Linked DNA regions of Mus musculus: regions 2, 3 and 4 are each linked to region 1. A link is a contact called in public Hi-C data. All regions are on one chromosome and are shown on one strand. The core of a region is the stretch at or near the end of the contact, and the rest is flanking DNA. Distances in the headings are between cores, read along the strand shown.

Region 1 (2,544 bases), core at 21-2,520:
TAAGAACTGCCAGGGCCAAGTTTGCCTTGGTCAGGCTGGCTAGAGTGCCTTCATCTACAGTGCAGTTCTCATGGGTGAAAGAGCATCCTGCCCCAAATACCCACAGCACTTAGAAGTTCTGTGCTTTGCGGCAGGCTGCACAATATCTCTTGCAGCTAACTCTATGTTCTCAGTGACAGACAGGAACTTAAACACACATGTCCTTGGAGGAGGGCCAAATACCTGGGCAAAAAAGAATCTTAGATTAAAAAAAAAAAAAAAAGTAAGGTCTTTATTTTTCTTCTCCTCCCCAGTGGTTATGGCTTCTCTGCATCCCCACCCCCAAACTTTTAACTGTTTTCATTCTGTATTCACTGGAAGAACCTAGAAAATGTCAAGAAATCAAAACGAAAAGACTCATAGCTTTATCACTCAATATAAAAGCTGCTTAGTTTTAGTATACAGTCTCCCCCCCCCCCCCCCCCCCCCCCGTTTAGAGACTAGGTCACGTGTATCCCATGCTACTCTCAAAACAGCTGAGGATGACCTTGAACTGATCTCCTGCCTCTACGCCCTGACCCCTGTGTCTATAGGTGTGTCTCACTACATCTGGCTTATGCAGTGTTGCTGCTGGCTTCCTGCATGCTGGGCGAGCACTCTACAAACGGAGCCACATCCTTAGTCTGGCAGTCTTATATTTTTATATATATATAAAAATGAAATCACAAGGTACATAGAATGGAAGTGTTTGTAAGTTAAGACTAATTCCCGAACATTTATCTATTTATCTACCAAACACCACTGGTTTCCATCTAACTGGCCAGTGTATAGAGGAGGAAACCATCTCATAGTGTCATTAGGTTGGACCACAGGTTGCTGTCCCCAACTGTGGCTCAGCCACTGCTCTGTTGTGGAGCTTTGGAGCCTTCCCCTCTGCCTCCTCCTTCCCTCCCTGTTTCCTTCATCCCTTCTTTTTCTTAATTTCTTTATCTCTCCTCTCTTTTCCCCACTCCCTCTCTCTTCCTCTCCTTTGCTATCAGAAATACCTCTACCCTGAACATCTCTGTGACTTGGCCTTGGCAGGCATCCCTAATGACGTCTCTAAGATGACTCTGGCTCTCCATGCTCTGGAAACCACCTACTTTGACTGAGGTCACATGGCCAGCAGCAAGCCCGCAAACACTGCAAGTGGAAAAACTGCAAGTGTTTGCCTCTCCTAATTACACAAGAGCTTCCAGGTTGTAAGAGGCGAGAGGCCAGCCAGTTCTCACTGGACATGTGGTTTCCACGCTGTCTCAGCCTGCCGGGGCAAGCCGGCCTTTGGCAGGGAGGGAGTAAGGTTAAAACCTCTTCTGCCAGAGGCTTCCCACAATTCCTACCTTCTTTTTGGTACACAGAGAAGATTCTGGGCATCCACGGAAGGCTAAAGTAGCACAAGGGAAAATTCAAAGAGAAAACGTTAGCTTGACGCCAAGCCATCGTTCCTGTATATGTCAAAGCCTTACGTAAACTGCTGGAGGAGACAAAAGACAAGATCTTTTCCTTTCTTTTCGTTCTAAGCTCTAGAAATTCAGGAACAACCTGGGTCTAATTTTGCAACCTCTGTGAGGGTTTGGGTATGGCAACCTTGTGATCTTGCTTCTGGAATGATCTCAGAATCTATATCAAGGTTCCTTGACCTGAAGGGCAAAGATGGCACCAGCCCAACTCGGGGTACATCTGAGGACCCATTGAGGGTAAAACTGGAATGAAGGCACTAAGGATGACGCTGGAAATACCAGGTGCTCCTCCTTTTACTTATGACAGCTGTTGAACTGTCTCAAGCTCAAAGTCTGAACCTGAAGTTTTCCCCAGGTGAGCCAAGGACAGAGGAACAAGATGTGTTTTTGCCAAACAAGAAAACCAGCTTATAAATGTGGGAGGCAACTTCTCGTGTCTGGCTCTCAGGACAGGAGGGGCTAAGATGCAGGAAGAAGCCACCCAGCCCCAAAGCATTTAAAATCATGTGGGTCCCCACCCTTGCCCCCGGGCATAAAACCTAAGAAGGAGTCCAAGGGCAGGGGAGAATGTTTTGTTCAGACTATAAAACTAAGCCAAAAGTGCAGGTTGGAAAGGAATTACACTGCTTCAATACTGTGCAAAAGAATAGACGATAAATCTACTTAGAAATGATGGGAGCGGTCATGTGGTGGTTCCAAAAAGCCCCGCTCCAAGTGCTGAGGAAGAATAATGGGATCCCTGGCCCCAGTGTATCTCTCTTGTTAAATGTGCTTCCTGTGGCTTACTGTTAAAATTAATGAGCATTCCCTGAGAGGCTGGGGAAAGGTGACCTGCATGTTGGCGGAGTAAGGGAACCTCCCTTGGGTCAAAAGGCTTCTGTAGACATGTGGGTCACTGGGCACCATTCAGGACTATGGTAAGTTGTGTGGCTGGTGCTGAATCTACAGGAGCGCTGACTTCCTCCTTCCTAGGCAGCATATTGGGTAGATCCAGGCTGGCCTATTCATCAGTTCATTGAGCACCTAGTATAAGCCAGGCACTGTCTTAGGCAGGACCACAGTGAAC
Region 2 (2,544 bases), core at 20-2,519, 220 kb before region 1:
TACTGTACTGCTTTGAGGTAGGGTCTCTCCTCCTCCTCTTTTCCTGTCCCTGTCTCTGAAACTCTTAGCTCCACCTCCTTTCCCCTGTCCAATCACAGGCTTCTTGTTGTGTTAATATTTAAATTAATTGAGGGAAAATTCTGCTTCACCTGTTTTTGTGTTGGGGTAAATCTGTGTCTTCACCTCTCTCAGTGCTGTTCTATGAGGTTGGATGCACCTGTGTTTGGCATGTTTAAATATGTAAGGTCCTCTTGGGTTGATGGGGCTGTCTTTATCTTTTCTGACTAAATTTGGTTTGAGCTTTTCTTTTGTTGGAACTCAGAACAGCAACCCCCCTTGTTTTCTAGGTCCATTTCCTCAGGATGCCTTTCCCAACCTTTCACTCTAGGATTGTATTTGTTTTTAATAAGCTGTATTTCTTTCAGATAACAAATAGATGTATCTTTTTTTATAATTCAGTCTGCTAGTCTGTATCTTTTAATTGGAATATTTATTAATTGGGGTATTAATATTCAAAGTTGTTATTGGGAGAGATATATTAACTCTTGTCATTGTATTGATTTTTTTTTTTTTGCACTAGTTTGTGTTTTCCTGTTTTTTGAAGTGGGAACTTAAAGGATTCTTTGGACAGTCAGTTGTGTTAGATGGTGTTTTGCTGGGGCAAACGCGTAAAAGAGTATTTTCCTAAAGTGGACACCAGTAAAAGGCTAAGGCAGACCCATGAAGAAACTTTCGATGAAGCAGACATGGGAAAAAGGATGATTTGCTAAAGTAAGCACATTAAAGGGCACGTGATGAAGGATTCTTTGTTAACAACACCCTTGTACTGATCTGCCTTACATGGACTCTATAGAAAGAAATGCACCAAAAAAGCCCTGTTGGTGTGCCTCGGCTTCTTGTCACTTCTGCAGACTTGGACTGATTAGCAGAGTGATGTCAGCTGAGACAGACACATGTGCTGAGATATAAGACCTCTGGAGGACACACGATGTTTGGAGGGAGTTTAACAAGAACTCGTTGGACAGTGATGGAGGCTGAGCTGGGCAAGCTTATAGAGTTAGCTGTGTAAAGCTTGTTAGTCTAGAGTCTTTACTGATCTTTGCTTTGCTGAGAGAGGCACAGCTGAGAACTTCTCCTGGCCTTCCTCCTGGTCCCTCCTGCTGACTTGTGTGGAGGCTGAGGCCTGGCTGTCTCTGCTAGGTAGTGCCACTGCTGCTGATTCCTGTTTGCTCTTCCAACTCTCCTGAGCTAGACTATTGGTGTACCCACAGAGTGTTTGTGAGTGGATCAAACTGCTGTTGCTAACCTTTGAACTGAACTGTCAATTTCCAGACAGTACAGGCAGGAGTTGTTCCAAAGAGCCATTTCTAAACAGGTCCACTTTCCCGTATGTTTTCTTTTCCACTACCTCTGGTGGGTGATGGGCTAGCAGGGAGGTTAAAGCATTTAAGAACCATCATTAAAAATAAGGTTTGAAAAATTAAAGTTACAGTTTTTATTCTTTACTTATGCATCACTTAGTTTTTCCTGTATCCTGATAGGAAGCCTGGAGTTTCTTCAAGGATCTTTAGTAGTCATGACACCTTCAGCTTGTTTGCTTGTTTCTTTTTTATCATGAAAGGTCTTTTGTTTTTTTCAATCATGACAGATAGTTTTGTTAAGCATAGCAGTCTCCATCAGCAATTACTGTTTTTCAGTGCTTAGAGATTCATCATTCAGTGTTTTCCTGTTTTTTTAGGCTATGTTGAGGAATATGCTGTATTCTTATGGGTTTATTTATGACTTGACAGTTTTCTCTTGTAGTTTCAATATATTTTCTTTGTTCTCTCTAGTGTTTTAACTATAATATGATGTGGGATGGCTCTTTTCTGGGCTTGCCTGTTTGTTCTGAATGCCTCTCGAGTCTGGATGTTCATCTCTTTCTTAAGTTGGGATGTTTTCCCCTATGGTTTTCCTGGACACATTCTTTATCTCTTTAGGCTGAAGTTCTTGTTCTTTCAAGTGATTCATAAATTAGATATTTTTGTGCTGTGCCATAGAACTTGCCTGCTGTGTTCATATTTTCTTATTTTACCTTTTTTGGTGTCTGGATCTCTCAGCAGTTAAGAGCATTTGATGCTCTTGCAGAAGATCAAGGTTTGATTTCCATCATCCACCCAGTGGCTCAGAATGGTCTGTAACTCCAATTCCTGGGGATCTGGTCCTCTCTTCTGGCCTTCACAGGCACACAAAATAACACAAATAACTCTTTTAAAATATTTTTATATTTTTACTTTGTTTATTTATGTGTATATATGTGTAGATGCTGGTGGAGGCCTGAAGAGGGTGTCAGGTCTCCTGGAGCTGGAGTTAGAGGCAGCTGTGAGCAGTGGTCCAAGATGTGAGTGCTGAGAACCAAATCTCCAGTTCTCTTCAAGAGCAACGAGTGCCCTCTAAGCCGAATCTCCAGCCCTGTGTTTGCCCCTTTTAATTAGTGCTGTGCATGGTGACACCGGCCTGTAATCATCACACTCAGGAGACAGCAGGGGGATTGAGACGCCAAAA
Region 3 (2,544 bases), core at 30-2,529, 180 kb before region 1:
ACCCAGCTCATCACTGCGCTGTCTGCTCCACAGTGCTCAGCCTTGGGTGGCCATTACTGTTTGGTTGCTAAGTACCTCACATTTTTTTGCATGTGGTATGCAGATGGGTGTGTGTGCCCACTAGTGTAGCCATAGAGGATAGAGGATAGAGTTTTCAGTTGGATGTCTTCCTCAGTCACACTTGAAACAGTCTCTTACTGAACCCGGAGCTCACCATTTTGACTATAGTAGGACCCGAGGACCGACCTGTTCCCTTCCCCGTCGCTGGGTTGCAAGTGAGGACCACTGCACCTGGCTTTCTGTGGTGCTGAGGATCTGAGCTTGGGTTAAGCTTGCCCTGCAAGCATGCTAATGAAGCATCTCTCCAGCCCCACATGCCTCCAAATGTCTTGCTTTAAGTCCTAAAAAGCCGTCCCTGCACACTGGTTCACCATACGGTGGTGCTGGAGCTGTGTCTATGCTGAGTTGTTAGAAAAGCGGAAGGGTTTTCTCTACGGAACGGTCTGGACATGCTGTGTGGACGTGCCTCCACCTGGAGCTGGGATGGCTGGCATTGGGAGCAGCAGCACTGTGCCCTCCTGGCCTCTTTACCTGGCATAGCCGCCCCGCTCACCCCCATGCCAGGGTACATCACTGATCACTATTTTTGTGTAACTTTGGCATTTTAAATTTCAGCTGATGGTCCGGGAAACATGGTGATGCTTTTGCCAGAGAGCAAACTCCATGTCTGTTTGAGTTTTCCAGCTGGATGCTTCAAAGTGGTGGCTGGGTGCTTTCACTCAATGTCTGCTCTGATGGTCGGAGGTGCAGATTGGATCTAACAGACAGGACTTACTGACTCTAGATGTGTCAGACATAGGAAAGGCATGGTGCTAGCTTCCGGAGTGAGTCTGCTGTTCATGGCTGACCCCGCGTGAGGAATAAGAACATATTAGTTGTTAATTTGGGTACGAATTTGACACTGAACAAAGATGGAATGAGGAGGGACATGGGTTGTGTGCCCCATATGCATTATTTGAGAAGCCTCTTAGGAAAGCAGTGGCTGCGCTCACGAGGCAGCAGCTGGTGACAGTGACTTTTGACATCCTGAAGGCCAGCTGCCAGATTGTGTGGTGACTTAGCTGGGCCCCTGACTATACTGTTGTGGGGCTGCAGCCCATTTGCCAGTGTCGAGAAAGTGGTGACAAGAAAGGACACACTGGATGAGGCAGTGCCCCGCTGTGGCCACCGCATGCTGCTGGGTAGATGATGCAAGAGCGGCCTTCCCTGTCCAGGTCATGGCACACACTTGACTATAACTAAGCAGTGCCAGAGGAAAGACAGCAAAACAGGCCAAGGGTGTGTGTTTGTTCTGACCCAGCCTTGGTGCTGAAAGGTAGCTTGGATTTTTGGCTCGTCTTCTGAGTCTCCAGTCTTGGACTCTGGTCACCTTGTCCAGGGCAGCACTGAACAGCATGTTCCCAGCAGCAGTGGCCACCCCTGAGCATACAGCAACTCCAGCCCCTCTAGTGAGCAAGTGATTGGACCAAGAGACAAATGAAAACTACTGGTCCCTTTCTGGGCAGGTGGCTCAGCCTACTTCCTCTGTGGCAGTGCCAGATAGAGCCACCACTGTCTGTGCCCCCTGCCCTGCACACACACTAAGCCTATCAAGTCTACATAACTCCCAGCAGCCCCTCCCACCAAGGAACCTGATGCTATCTCAGAGGAGATGGTAGGGAGCCACGCTGGAGGGCAGACTGGGGTTAGCCCAGAAGCTGCAGGGCAGAGGGGAGGTCCACTTGTCCTGGATTGCCCCTGGCTGATCCCCTGAACGTTTTCCCTTGAATATGCCCTTTATGTACTCGCTGCTGCTGGGAGCTCCTGCTTATCCTGTCACCTGTTGTCCCTGGAACACAACCTGCCCTACTCACAAGTCTGCCTGTAAGCAGAGGTGGAACCCCTCCCCCCTACAAAACCTCCACTTTAAGGAGGCTGCAGTCTGTTGGTCATCTGTGACGCTGTAACTGCTCCCATCTGTCTCTGGCCTCTGCTGAGCTGGGTAGTGGCAAAGCTGAGGGAGACTGACCTCCAAGCCCAGCTCAGTGTCTCCAGGCCTGCCTTCTATATGGTAGGTGCCTTGTTTGCCACTTCCTGGGCCAGGCTAGCTGACCCAAGAGCCTCCGGGACTTCCTGTCACTACAGGAGCACTGGGGTTACTGCAGAGCTGCCACGCGCAGCCTCACGAGGTTTCTAGACATTTGAACTCAGGTCTTGCTCGCTTTACCCACTAAGCTATTCTCTCTAGCTCCCTAAGTAGCTTAGCAAGAGGGGTCCCACTATGTAAAGTCCTTGCTTTCTTCTGTGCTGCCTGCTAGAGGTGGGAGGGGCAGCGGATCTCTTCCACTGGCTGTGTAGGGCATGGGCTGTGTATCCAGCAGAGATTCCTGTCAGCTTTCTTCATTAGCTTCCACTTAGCTTAGCACAAAGGCTTTCCCACATCTTTAAAAGGCATGAGCATTGTTATAATAAAACACTTGCCCTATACCCAAAGCCTCTCCACGA
Region 4 (2,544 bases), core at 26-2,525, 140 kb after region 1:
GAAATGTCACCTTTCATCTCTCAGATAGAAACTCCGGGACCTGAGCCCACCCTCTGCATTGTAGCTAGTAACATAACTTTATACCCGCCCCCCCCCTTTCTTGGCTTTTCGAGACAGGGTTTCTCTGTGTAGCCCTGGCTGTCCTGGAACTCTCTCTGTAGACCAGGCTGACCTCGAACTCAGAAATCTGCCTGCCTCTGTCTCCCATGTGCTGGGATTAGAGGCATGTGCCACCACTGCCCAGCTCTCCTGTGTCTCATAAGCTTTGTGCCCCAAGAGAACAGAAGACCAGAGAAAGCTCAGAGAGAGCAAGGATGCTGTGACCTGTGATGGCTGGTTTCCAGAAACACAGCTAAAGCCTGAGGAGGAATCCCATGGAAAGAGCTCGGAGGACTCACATGCAGTTCCTAGCTGTGCTGCCTCGCCCTCCTGCTGCTTTGTCCTCCCCTCTATAAAGGACTGGATCCCTAGAACTGTGAGTGGGAATAAGTCCTTCCTCTCTTCAGTTGCTTTTTGTCAGGGATTTGGTGTCGGCCATGAGAAAGGTAACTAACGTACATGGCTTCCTTGAATCCTTGATTTGGCTGATGTCTTGGGTTAGGAACTGAGTTACAGAACTTACTATACAAATGGATAAAATTAAGTATGAGAAAGTGGAGCAAATCACAGAATTAAAAAAAAAAAAAGAAAAAGAAAAAGAAAAAAAAGCACCAGACAGTCCATGGTAGTGTGGCACAAGCCTTTAATCCCAGCACTTGGGAGGCAGGTGGATCTCTGAATTTGAGGCCAGTCTGATCAGACAGAGTGAGTTCTGGGATAGCCAGGGCTACACAGAGAAACCCTGTCTCTAAAAACCAAACCAAACCAAACCAAACCAAACCAAACCAAACCAAACCAAACCAAACCAAACCAAACCAAACCAACAGCATCTTGACAGATATAAAATAACAGGATTTAGATGTCAGATAGTTTAAAACAAAATGGCCACGTTATTAATACAATAATTAAAGGGTAAAAATATCTCCACGCTCTAGTCACAAGCCTATTTATTTAAAACAATATGAGTCAAAGCAAAATTCTTGCCCAAGAAAAGGACATGACAAGGTTCTTAGAGGTTATTGTCATGGGATTTGGGGACCTGACAAAGTTACAGGATACAGACATTGCAAAGTTTTTTGTTTTTTGTTTTTTTCTTTTTTAGTTTCTTTTGCCTCCCATGGCAATGAGTCACTGTGGAAACCAGTAGGAGAATATCAGCGGAGAACTTGACAGTTCCCATAACAAGGAAGGAAAATGTGGCCAGCGGAACCCTTTCATGATAATCTCAACAATGCAAACTGTAAAGCTGGGTGAAACCCCACCTTATAGGCTGCGTGCCAAGTACAGGGGTGGCGAGAGGACGTGGTGGCCTAGGACTCTGTAGGACACACTTATTTTCCATTAGTTCTCTGCCTCTAAAACCAAGCTCAGAAACTACACAGTCAGCTGCCCTATATTTTTTGGTGAAATCTTACCTTTCTAAAATAGCAACAAATACCAAGAAGTAGAGAGTTCAAGAGAGTGCTGGGATGTTCTAGGCACTACTCCACCACCTCCAGATGCCTTGCTCAATTAACTGTTGAAGTTTCTTTTCTCTGTCGTTTCTTCCTAAACCAATTTTATGCACATGGGCTGGGTGTGGTGATAGGCTGGAGGGCCCCTCCCTCCCTCTCCCCCTCCCCCAAGTGAGTTGGAACACAAAGAAACAGCTGCAGCTGTAAATGGAGGAAAAAGAAAGACAGAGGCAAAAAGATGGCTGAAGATCAAGGACGAGGGTTGTTTTGTGAAATCTGAGATTTTTAAAGGTTATTTTCAAGCCCTCGAACTTTGCACTTTTCTCAGACTACCCACCCCAAACCCTCTTGTGTCACTTCCTTTTCACCCAAATGTCTGCTCTCTTTTTGCTTCCATAAACTTGTTTTCACACATTTGATAATATCTGCGGTCCTTGAAAGTGAAACATGGTATGCTTTGTTTGGGAGGAGTTTGGTTGTTCCACAGTGGGCGAAATAAAAAGTTAAAAGTTTACGTATAAATGGGCATCTGTGAAAACCATAAGATTTGACTTGATGAACATCTGACAAAGTGAACACACAAAATTAGGACGCACCAGGCACCCCATAGTGCCCCCCCTGGGTCTGCTTCCTGGTACCTCAGAATACTCTGCTAGGTATGCTTCCTGGTACCCCAGAACCTTCCCTGGGTTCGATTCCTGTTGCCCCAGAGTCCCCACTGGGTCCGTTTCCTGGTACCTCTTTACTCTTCCCACTCATTTGTATCAGGAGATTCAATCATGTCTTGTTTCTTCATTTGCTCCCAGGCATTTGGCAATACTTGGAAATACTGCTGACTGCAACAAATGGGGAGTGGGTGCTTCTGGCATTTGGCAAGGCTAAGGATGCAGGGGAATATCCCGCAATACACAGGACCACCTCCCAAACAAGCAAGTACCTGCTTCTAAATGCCACTAATAATGCCAGGGTTGTGAAAGCTGGGTTTACATAC

Evidence for each region. Hi-C and Micro-C count contacts between places; a contact is called where the count stands out from the background.
Region 2: a contact with region 1 is called in a Hi-C map of liver, with 2.2 times the contacts expected there. The contact joins two enhancer-like sites. A contact is called at or near these places in 8 of 484 Hi-C or Micro-C datasets (the HL-1 cell line, cortical neurons, embryonic stem cells and 2 more), 2 of 115 datasets of contacts at active chromatin or transcription factors (both in embryonic stem cells) and 1 of 9 other capture datasets (embryonic stem cells).
Region 3: a Hi-C map of liver shows a contact between it and region 1, with 2.2 times the contacts expected there. The contact joins two enhancer-like sites. A contact is called at or near these places in 1 of 484 Hi-C or Micro-C datasets (liver), 5 of 115 datasets of contacts at active chromatin or transcription factors (T-cell acute lymphoblastic leukemia and embryonic stem cells) and 2 of 9 other capture datasets (embryonic stem cells and liver).
Region 4: a Hi-C map of muscle stem cells shows a contact between it and region 1, with 2.3 times the contacts expected there. The contact joins two enhancer-like sites. A contact is called at or near these places in 4 of 484 Hi-C or Micro-C datasets (frontal cortex, muscle stem cells, myocytes and 1 more) and 3 of 115 datasets of contacts at active chromatin or transcription factors (embryonic stem cells, pancreatic cancer cells and stem cell-derived stembryo).

What each region holds. Positions count from the first base shown.
Region 1 is chr6:94,778,836-94,781,379 of GRCm38.p6, forward strand. No RefSeq gene overlaps it. Among named protein-coding and RNA genes, the nearest start is that of Lrig1, 80 kb to the left of the region's middle. Within about 2 kb of position 1,271, at least 63 of the 459 cell types and tissues checked have an H3K27ac peak or open chromatin away from gene starts, as enhancers often do. A contact at or near this core is called in liver and muscle stem cells, where this site is marked.
Region 2 is chr6:94,557,507-94,560,050 of GRCm38.p6, forward strand. All of the region lies in intron 5 of Slc25a26 (solute carrier family 25 (mitochondrial carrier, phosphate carrier), member 26), which reads left to right. Among named protein-coding and RNA genes, the nearest start is that of Mir7041, 48 kb to the right of the region's middle. Within about 2 kb of position 1,270, at least 3 of the 459 cell types and tissues checked have an H3K27ac peak or open chromatin away from gene starts, as enhancers often do. A contact at or near this core is called in liver, where this site is marked.
Region 3 is chr6:94,599,997-94,602,540 of GRCm38.p6, forward strand. All of the region lies in intron 9 of Slc25a26 (solute carrier family 25 (mitochondrial carrier, phosphate carrier), member 26), which reads left to right. Among named protein-coding and RNA genes, the nearest start is that of Mir7041, 5.1 kb to the right of the region's middle. Within about 2 kb of position 1,280, at least 34 of the 459 cell types and tissues checked have an H3K27ac peak or open chromatin away from gene starts, as enhancers often do. A contact at or near this core is called in liver, where this site is marked.
Region 4 is chr6:94,914,711-94,917,254 of GRCm38.p6, forward strand. No RefSeq gene overlaps it. Among named protein-coding and RNA genes, the nearest start is that of 4930511E03Rik, 28 kb to the right of the region's middle. Within about 2 kb of position 1,276, at least 36 of the 459 cell types and tissues checked have an H3K27ac peak or open chromatin away from gene starts, as enhancers often do. A contact at or near this core is called in muscle stem cells, where this site is marked.